Regions from separate parts of the Columba livia genome. Here region 1 is linked to region 2. The links are chromatin contacts, called in public Hi-C maps. All regions are on one chromosome and are shown on one strand. The core of a region is the stretch at or near the end of the contact, and the rest is flanking DNA. Distances in the headings are between cores, read along the strand shown.

The links. A called contact is a pair of places that touch in the nucleus more often than the background predicts.
Region 1: a Hi-C map of liver shows a contact between it and region 2, with 2.5 times the contacts expected there. The contact joins the promoter of ACTR2 here to the enhancer-like site in region 2. A contact is called at or near these places in 2 of 2 Hi-C or Micro-C datasets (crop and liver).

Annotation. Positions count from the first base shown.
Region 1 is chr3:112,484,788-112,488,739 of bColLiv1.pat.W.v2, forward strand. It overlaps ACTR2 (actin related protein 2), which reads left to right and starts at 2,658. Exons shown (of 9, transcript XM_065059841.1): 1 at 2,658-2,829. The coding sequence starts at 2,782. It overlaps LOC110360829 (a long non-coding RNA gene), which reads right to left and starts at 3,622. Exons shown (of 9, transcript XR_010471902.1): 1 at 3,280-3,622; 2 at 1,281-1,439.
Region 2 is chr3:112,440,530-112,444,808 of bColLiv1.pat.W.v2, forward strand. It overlaps CEP68 (centrosomal protein 68), which reads left to right. Exons shown (of 8, transcript XM_065059812.1): 7 at 1,106-1,260; 8 at 2,329-2,817. The coding sequence ends at 2,379. It overlaps RAB1A (RAB1A, member RAS oncogene family), which reads right to left. Exons shown (of 6, transcript XM_065059842.1): 6 at 3,819-4,279. Among named protein-coding and RNA genes, the nearest start is that of RAB1A, 16 kb to the right of the region's middle. Within about 2 kb of position 1,807, at least 1 of the 3 cell types and tissues checked has an H3K27ac peak away from gene starts, as active enhancers do.

The sequences.
Region 1 (3,952 bases), core at 1,408-3,907, 45 kb after region 2:
TCCTCAACGCTACCCCTGCGCACAACAGATCTCTTTCTCCCCTGGTGCACAGGTGAATGTACTGACACAGAGAAGATGTTCTCTGTTACCCTGCTGGCAGCAAATGACACTGAGAAGTACAGACCACAACAAAACCTCCCTCCCTGTTACTAACAAGGTTGCTGCCATGCTCTGCAACCTTCTTATTACATACGCTGCTTTTTTTATTTCCTTAGAACAAGCAGCAATATCTCAGTTCAACTAAACTGGGAAAGTAAGTTTTAAAATAGATTTCCATTCAAACCACATTATATTTAGCCTCCTGCATTGTACATGACCTTTAATAAAACACAAAAATCTTTTAAGGCTATCCAACGACTGACAGCAAGAGTTGGTAGCAAGAACAGCGATGGATTTACTGGCTCTACTGTGCAGTAATTAAGTTCCTCCTTAATAGACCTACTTCCAGTATAGAACGTGCATCCCTTTGATATGTGATCTTACATGCTATGCTAGAAGCAGAAAATCAACCATTTATTTTGCAGTGATCGGTAGACTTCAATATCGCTATTTCTTGAGTGACTTTAATGACATTGTGATTTCTGACTGTAGTTCTCAAAATAAGCCTTTGTCATAGAGAGTTTTCTTTATCTAATAGTCTAAATCCCAGGTAGGAAAAGGCCTATGTGATAAAAGTTACAGGGGATGTGTATTAATGTAATACAATTAAAATCTTCAACTTATATAAGGATCTAGTGAATATCTAATCTCAGAAAAGTTAGTGAAGGCAGTTTGCTCTTCAGTTTGCTCTTTTCTTTTCTTCAGGTCTGCCAAATTAAAACATAGTTAGTCTTAGAGTATATTTTGCCATAACTGTACACGAGGATGCATAGCTGAAGCATTCTGTCTGTCAAATCAACAGAAGATTTGAACCCAACATCAAACATTTCTCATTCAGAGATTGCAGATGCTTTAGTATGATATGGCATGGCATCACTTCCAGTTTACTGAAACTAAGACATAGGCAGGTTAAGTGATGTGTCGAGAATTAGAGCAGAACAGCAAACGGGGCATAGTTCCCCTGTCTGAGCCCTTGATGCTGTGTTCAACAAGCTGTGTGGTTTCAGATACATAGTTTAACTATTTTTTCTGGTCAAAACCCAAGCTTTTAAGGCAATTGCTTTATGCATATGGCATCAAACAGCAATGTATTTACTTGTATAAATATCAAGATGTCATGCCCTGAAAAATATATTAAAATATGAATGATAAACATGTCGGTATTAGAAAGCAATTCATACCCAGGTAAAGCTGCTACGGTTCCAGAGTGTCCTTCCATTAGAGCTGGCTGGCACTGGATTAGTCCACGTTTGTTTCCATAGCCTCTTCACCCTCCTAGGCAATACTCTGTCTTCTCCTCATTCTCAATATCTGGTTATGATTTAAGGTTTTTTTTTTTTCTTTAAAAAAAAAAAGGTCAAATATTATGGCCTATATTCTGGTTTTTAAAAATTTCTGATTCTTCCCACTAATCTGTAAAGTTCAAGTTGGAAAAAAAAAATCACAACCGCCATTATTTACATAACTCATATAACTATTAAAGCCCCCTTGCGTTTATATTGTTTCTGCTATGCCTAATTGTAACAGGCTGTTGTTCATAGCAGACTCATGATGTAGCTCGTGGCACAGGAGTAAAAGGTGGGGGTTTGTTCCTGAATTCTCAAGCTTCATGGAAGTCAGTGGAACTTTGAGGAACACGAGTCAAAAATCGTGGACCACCAGAGGCAAACCAGGAGATTGTATTTATTCTTTCCTTTATTTGGAGTCCATTGGAAAAAATGCGAACCATGTGCCGAGCAGACCTGGGCAAAACCTCTTGGGGAGTGTAAAAGCTCTTCTAGGATGACGAGCTATAAAATAACACAATATTAACAGAACCACAGAATGGTTGTGGTTGAAGGGACCTCTGGAGATGATCCAGTCCAACCCACCTGCTAAAGCAGGTTCACCAGAGCAGATCACACAGGAATGTGTCCAGCTGGGTTTGAATGTCTCCAGAGAAGGAGACTCCACAGCCTCTCCGGGCAGCCTGTTCCAGGGCTCTGGCACCTCAAAGTGAAGAAGTTTCTCCTCATGTTTAGAAGGAACCCCCTGTGCTTCAGTCCGTGCCCATTGCCCCTCATCCTGTCACTGGGCACCACTGAAAAGAGTCTGGTCCATCCTCTTGACACCCACCCTTGAGATATTTATAAACATTTATAAGATCCCCTCTCAGCGTTCTATTAATGGCAAATAGCTCCTTAAAGGGTGCCTAATTTTGCCCTGTGCCAGGAGAGCCGGCAGGTGAACCAGGTGTGCGGGGGGCGGGCGGGCAGCCCCTCACCCCGGGGCTGCGGCCTGCTGTCCTCGGGAGGCGGGGACGCCTCTCCCGCCCGGATCCGTGCCACGGCTGCCCCGGGCGCCCCGTGCACGCGCTCCTGCGCCGCTGTCTGTCCGTCCGTCGAAAGGCGAAAAGAAAGAATGAATGGTTTTCGGGCCGCTTTCCTGCCCGGGAGTGCCCCGGCCTGTGAAGCCTGCGCGGCCGCGGGGCCGCCGCCATGGCAACGGGGCGAGACCAGGCGGAGCGGGAAGGGGGGGGGTGTCGCCGCGCTGATTGGGCGGTGGCGGGCTCTGACGGCTTCCGGCGTGCGCGCGCGGCGGGCGGCAGGGCGGGCGCGCGGGCGGGGGGGCCCGGCGGAGGCTGAGGGCGGCGGGAGCGGCCGGGTCGGTGTCGGTGTCGGTGCGGGCGGCGGCGGCGCAGGGATGGACACGCTGGGCAGGAAGGTGGTGGTGTGCGACAACGGCACCGGGGTGAGTTGCTCCGGCCCCGGGACCCGCCCTGCAGCCGGGGCTGGGGAGGGGGGGGAAGGGGAAGCAGGGCGACACCCCCCCAGCCCGGCCCGGCTTCCTGCCGGCACGCCCGCGGGCCGCGCCCGGCCTGCGCCGCCGCCACCGGGCCCGGCCGCCTGCCACTCGGTGCCCAGGCGCTGCCCGGGGCCGCCGAGCACCGCGCCCGCCCTCCCGCGGCCCCGGCTGCGCGGTGCGAGGGGCCGGTGCGGGCCTGCGGAATGAATGGGCGGCAGGAGCTCGGCGCCGAGAAACGGCGATCCCGGCGCTCTGCCGGTTGTTGGGTTGTCGCTGAACCGGCTGAGCAGCGCCTGCCGTGCGGGGGTTTTGGGTGCTGTGTCTGGTGCGCAGATGATGTGCTGTGCCCCCCCGCGCGCCCCCTCCCCTGCCCCCCCCGGCATTTTGCTGTCTTACCGTGAATATCTTGTTTCTCTCCATGTCTGGAGCCAACCTCTCTGTAGCAACGGGCGCTTAACAAAAAATCCCGTTTTTAAAAAAATTCTGAATGAGCCCATTATACACTGAGCAACCAGAGATGTGTCCTATGCATTCAGGATTATTAGCTTTAGGGAAACGATGCGGCGTTTTTTGCTGGTCAAAATGGAGCAGCATCCTTTCCTCCGTACCTTCCCGATCTGCAATTTACTCAAAATTGGCATTTTTTAAATCATGGGACCCCCCCAAAGGTTTTCTCCTCGTCCTTGCACCTTTTCCGCTCTCTGTGACCGTGTCAGCACCCACTAGAAATTCATCCTTTTGTCGGTGTACGCGGGCTGTGAGGCGCCTCAACAGGAAGTGGAGAAGATACCATTTTAAAGCAAAAAGATAAGATGCTTTAGGTGGATATTTCCCCTTGGTAATTTTATTTAGCAATCCAGGGTTTCCCCCAGTAAAAAATATGCAAAGAGTTAACAAAGCTGACAGCATGTAAAGATCTCTTGAATAGCAAAAAAAATAGGGAAGTGATGTTTTTTAATATAAACACATGGAATAAAGATTTTATGGGTTTTTTTTAAAGCCCAAGAGGGAATAGTTGAAACAAAGGCCGTTTTCTTAGACATTCAGCATCCTCAGTTAGGGGGGTTTG
Region 2 (4,279 bases), core at 557-3,056:
TTTTCTCAAATTTAAGTGGATCCTCTTGTGTTCCAGCTTGATCCCATTACCCCTTGTCCTATCATTGTTTGCCACCGAGAAGAGCCTGGCTCTGTCCTCATGGCACTCATCCTTTATATATCTGTAAACATTAATGAGGTCACCCCTCAGTCTCCTCTTCTCCAAACTAAAGAGCCCCAGCTCCCTCAGCCTTTCTTCATAAGGGAGGTGCTCCACTCCCTTAATCATCTTCGTTGCCCTACGCTGGACCCTCTCCAGCAGTTCCCTGTCCTTCTGGAACTGAGGGGCCCAGACCTGGACACGATATTCCAGATGTGGTCTCACCAGGGTGGAGTAGAGGGGAAGGAGGACCTCTCTCGATCTACTAACCACCCCCCTTCTAATACACCCCAGGATGCCATTGGCCTTCCTGGCCACAAGGGCACAGTGCTGGCTCATGGTCATCCTGTTGTCCACCAGGACCCCCAGGTTCCTTTCCCCTACACTGCTCTCTAACATGTAATTTCCCAACCTATACTGGAACCTGGGGTTGTTCCTGCCCAGATGCAGGACTCTACACTTTCCCTTGTTAAATTTCATTAGGTTATTCCCTGCCCAACTCTCCAGCCTGTCCAGGTCCCGCTGGATGGCAGCACAGCCTTCTGGCGTGTCAGCCACTCCCCCCAGCTTAGTGTCATCAGCAAACTTGCTGATAGTACACTCTATTCCCTCATCTAAATTGTTAATGAATATATTGAATAATATTGGCCCCAGTACTGACCCCTGAGGCACATGGGATCTCTAAAGGGCAGGTGGGGGTCTGCAGTCACCAAGGGGCGTTAGTGGTCGAGTGCTGCATTAGGGACGGGCTTTTACACAGTCCCAAAGGTTTCCTTTGGGAGCCTCTGTTTCTGTATCTTCAGTCTTCACCTGGCACCTCCTAGGTCACCTCCCACCCCCACAAACTCTGCATCACACCTTGTGCAGGATGAAGATCAGCCTATTGATTTCTAACACTTGGTTTCTTTCAAAAGTCTGCCCAGGCAAGTGGAACTCTCTCTTATTGCTCTTAAAGACGTTGTATTGGCACGTTACTACCACTTCCGCCACACGTTTTGTTTTCCAGCTCTGAAAGACACTCTGGGCCTGATCGCAAAACAGTCAGAAGAGCTGGAAACCCACGCGGAGCACCTGTACGAGTCCGCTCTGGCTGCCGCGGGTCCCGCGCAGGGCCAGGGCGCGATGGAGGGCGAGGGGGTGCAGCAGACGGCTGCTCAGTGGGTAAGTGTGGGGGGAGAGAAGGGGGCAAATCAGCCTTTTTGTGGCAGGGGAAGAGGGCGGAAGCATAGGAAGATAAACACCCAAATAGCAAACACTATACGTCAGGCTTTGTTATTGTTTCTTGTAATCTGATGTTTGCAAAGCCTGAAAGGAGAAGAGAGGGCGAGCCCAAAATCATCTTTAAATGTGTGAGCCGCGTGTTGGTGAAGCAGCTGGTGAAACCCAAGAGCAGCAGGGAGTCATGGCAGCTCCTGGGAGGAGCAGGCAGGTCACCGTCACTCAGGTGGAGGGGACATCAGCGGTGTGGCACAAACACTGCTCTGCCAACACCGCCTGGACGGCAGTGGGAAGATGAGAAAGGGGGATTGTTTTGGTTGGTTGGGTTGTTTTTTGGGTTTAGTTTTGTTTTCTCAAAGAAAAACAATTCTGCTTGCCACATTATACTGGGAAAAGGAAGGAGGTGAACTCAGGGGTAAAATCCGGGCTAGAAAACTTGTTTACTGATTTCTTTAACATCTTCCGTCAAATAAAAGTGCAGAGACGCGCGTGTCGCAGGAGTGCGGGCGTGGAGGGGGCTGTGGGGGCTGTGGGCGCTCACAGCAGCGCAAGTGGGGTCAGCTCTGTGCTGCCACATCCCTCAGCCCTTCACGCTGTGATTTGGAAGCACTATAAATCCGTGTCTGTACAAAACCATTATGTGTGTTAGCAAGGTGCAGGAAGGCTCTTAAAAGTTTCTGAGGGCCACAAGGTAGTTATTTAGGAAGAGCAGGATAACCTTGGCCCCCTTCCTCACCACCCTGTTAGCTCAGACTGTTGATTTCTCCATGACCCAGTCCCCCCACACCTTAAAATTTGGAGTTCAAAGGGGAAAAAATATGTCCAGTACTTACGACGTGAGTAACAATATCTTATGTTGTGCATTTTTTTTTTTAAATTGCTAAATATACACAGCTATATTCTTCCTACATACTCACAAGCATACGTGGAGGTGATTTAAGTATGGCAAGGGGGTTTTATTTGTTGGATTGCAGTCTGTGCACAGTGGCAAACTTCCGATGTTTATTTCAGGTGCTGCCTGTATCAGAGCTGGGCTTTGTAAGCCAGTCTCGGGATGGCTGAGAAGAACCACAGGAAAAACCAAACCACCACCGTCACCTCCAGCAGATGCCAAATACAAACCATGGCTGTTTGGAGTGAGCTGGCCTGGCTGGCTTCAGTGTGTGGTTTCACTTGAGAAAGGCGAGCTGTACAGCAGCTATTTGGCTGCTGGGGTGTCACACAGAATCACAGACTCGACTGGGTTGGAAAAGACCTCAGAGATCATCAAGTCCAACCCTTGGTCCAACTCCAGTCTAGTTAATAGTGCTGATTGCGCTGGGGAATTTTGCGAGTGAGGAATGAACAGCTGGCCTTTTTTAAATTTTGTTTTTTAATGTAGCTTTTTTATTGAAGTGACTTGTTCCATGTATTAGCAAAACGTCAAGAACACAGTTTTTTAATCGAGTAATCCACAGTGTGCCGTGCAACTCACTTCTAAGTAAAGCCGTGTGACTTTAATAGCCGTGTTCTCATGTTTTGCTTACGCTCTTCAAAAGTAGGTGCTAGAAGCCAAGAAGTGAGCAGCTCCTTCTGGGCCTTGGGAGAAAACAGCACTCTTGTTTATAATCACCATTCCCTGCTCAAGTGCGGCCTCTTTAACTTTCAGTTTTCTTATGCTTTACGACTCTTTATAAAATAACCAAGTACACTCAGGGAAGAACCAGGTTATGCATAAACTGCTGTTATATTTGCTGTGCTGCGCCCGTTTCTTTGCATGAAGATTGTGACTTTCCCGTCCTACAGCTAGTGCAGCTCCAAAACATGCAGTGATGGTTTCCAGCCCTTTTCTGCTACAGAAAAGGGCGTCTCTGAAGCAGCGTAACAAGGTAAGTGGCCAGAAATTTGCAGCCAGTTACAGACTATTGGTTCTCGGCTTTAATTAACCTTTAAACTGAATGATTATCGTCTTGTTCTGATGTAGAATGCAACATTTCCTCCTATTCTTGTGACCAGAACGAAGTGCAGTTTCCATACTGCACAAGGTGAAAGCATAAACTGAAGTGACAAATAATTCACTGGGCTTCGATACTCCCACCCTCCGCTTAAAGTGCAGTTATTTTTCTTGCCACGTTGCAGGTGACAATTTGTACCTCGGTGTGAGTTCAACAAAAAGGCTCAAGGAAATTGTTACACCAGTTTCACCAGCACCAGCTCCTGTAGCTACAGGCGCTCAGGGTGATGCTTAAAGCCTATAGGAGGACAGGTGGGAGTTGGGTGCAAGGAGACGCTACTGCTCCCTGTTTGCTACCCCTGGCAAGTCTTCAGCCTGACCCATTACATCAAAGGCATTTAGTGTTTCAGCTCACAGGTGAAACTACAGTGCCCTTGTGCAGGATTTCTAGACCTGCTCTACCCTCTTGCACTCACCTCAGCCAGACAACCACAGGCTCCGGCATTTAACAGCACAGGAATGACTTAGAAAAGAGAAAATAACCACCAAACAACTGGTGTAGCCCAAGTTGGTTTTGCAATGCTTTTATTACTGTATATATTAACATTGTTTTGGATAGTATGCAGCAGGCATCTTGACATTTAAGTTCATTTGTGCACTTCTCTGACGGGAAGATGTTTTACCCTCAACACACCTCCTTCTGGTTCCTGATCTCAGCAGCACTCACTACTCCTACTGCTCCCGCTCTCCAGGAGGAGCAAGTCACATTAGATAATGAATTATACCAACAAGCACATCTCTAATAGAAAGCACATCACTTTATTGTGAAGGTCTCAAGTGGAAGAGTTCAACTTAACCATGACAATACTTTAGGTATTACAATTGCCTGTTGATTGATGCAACTATGTTGAAGAAAGCTGTTAGCCAAAGTCATCCCCCCACCCCCCAAAAAAAAAGAGGATATTTGCACCAATTTTAGTTTATACCTCACAACATACCTAGGCTATATTTTTACTATCACAGGGTGTA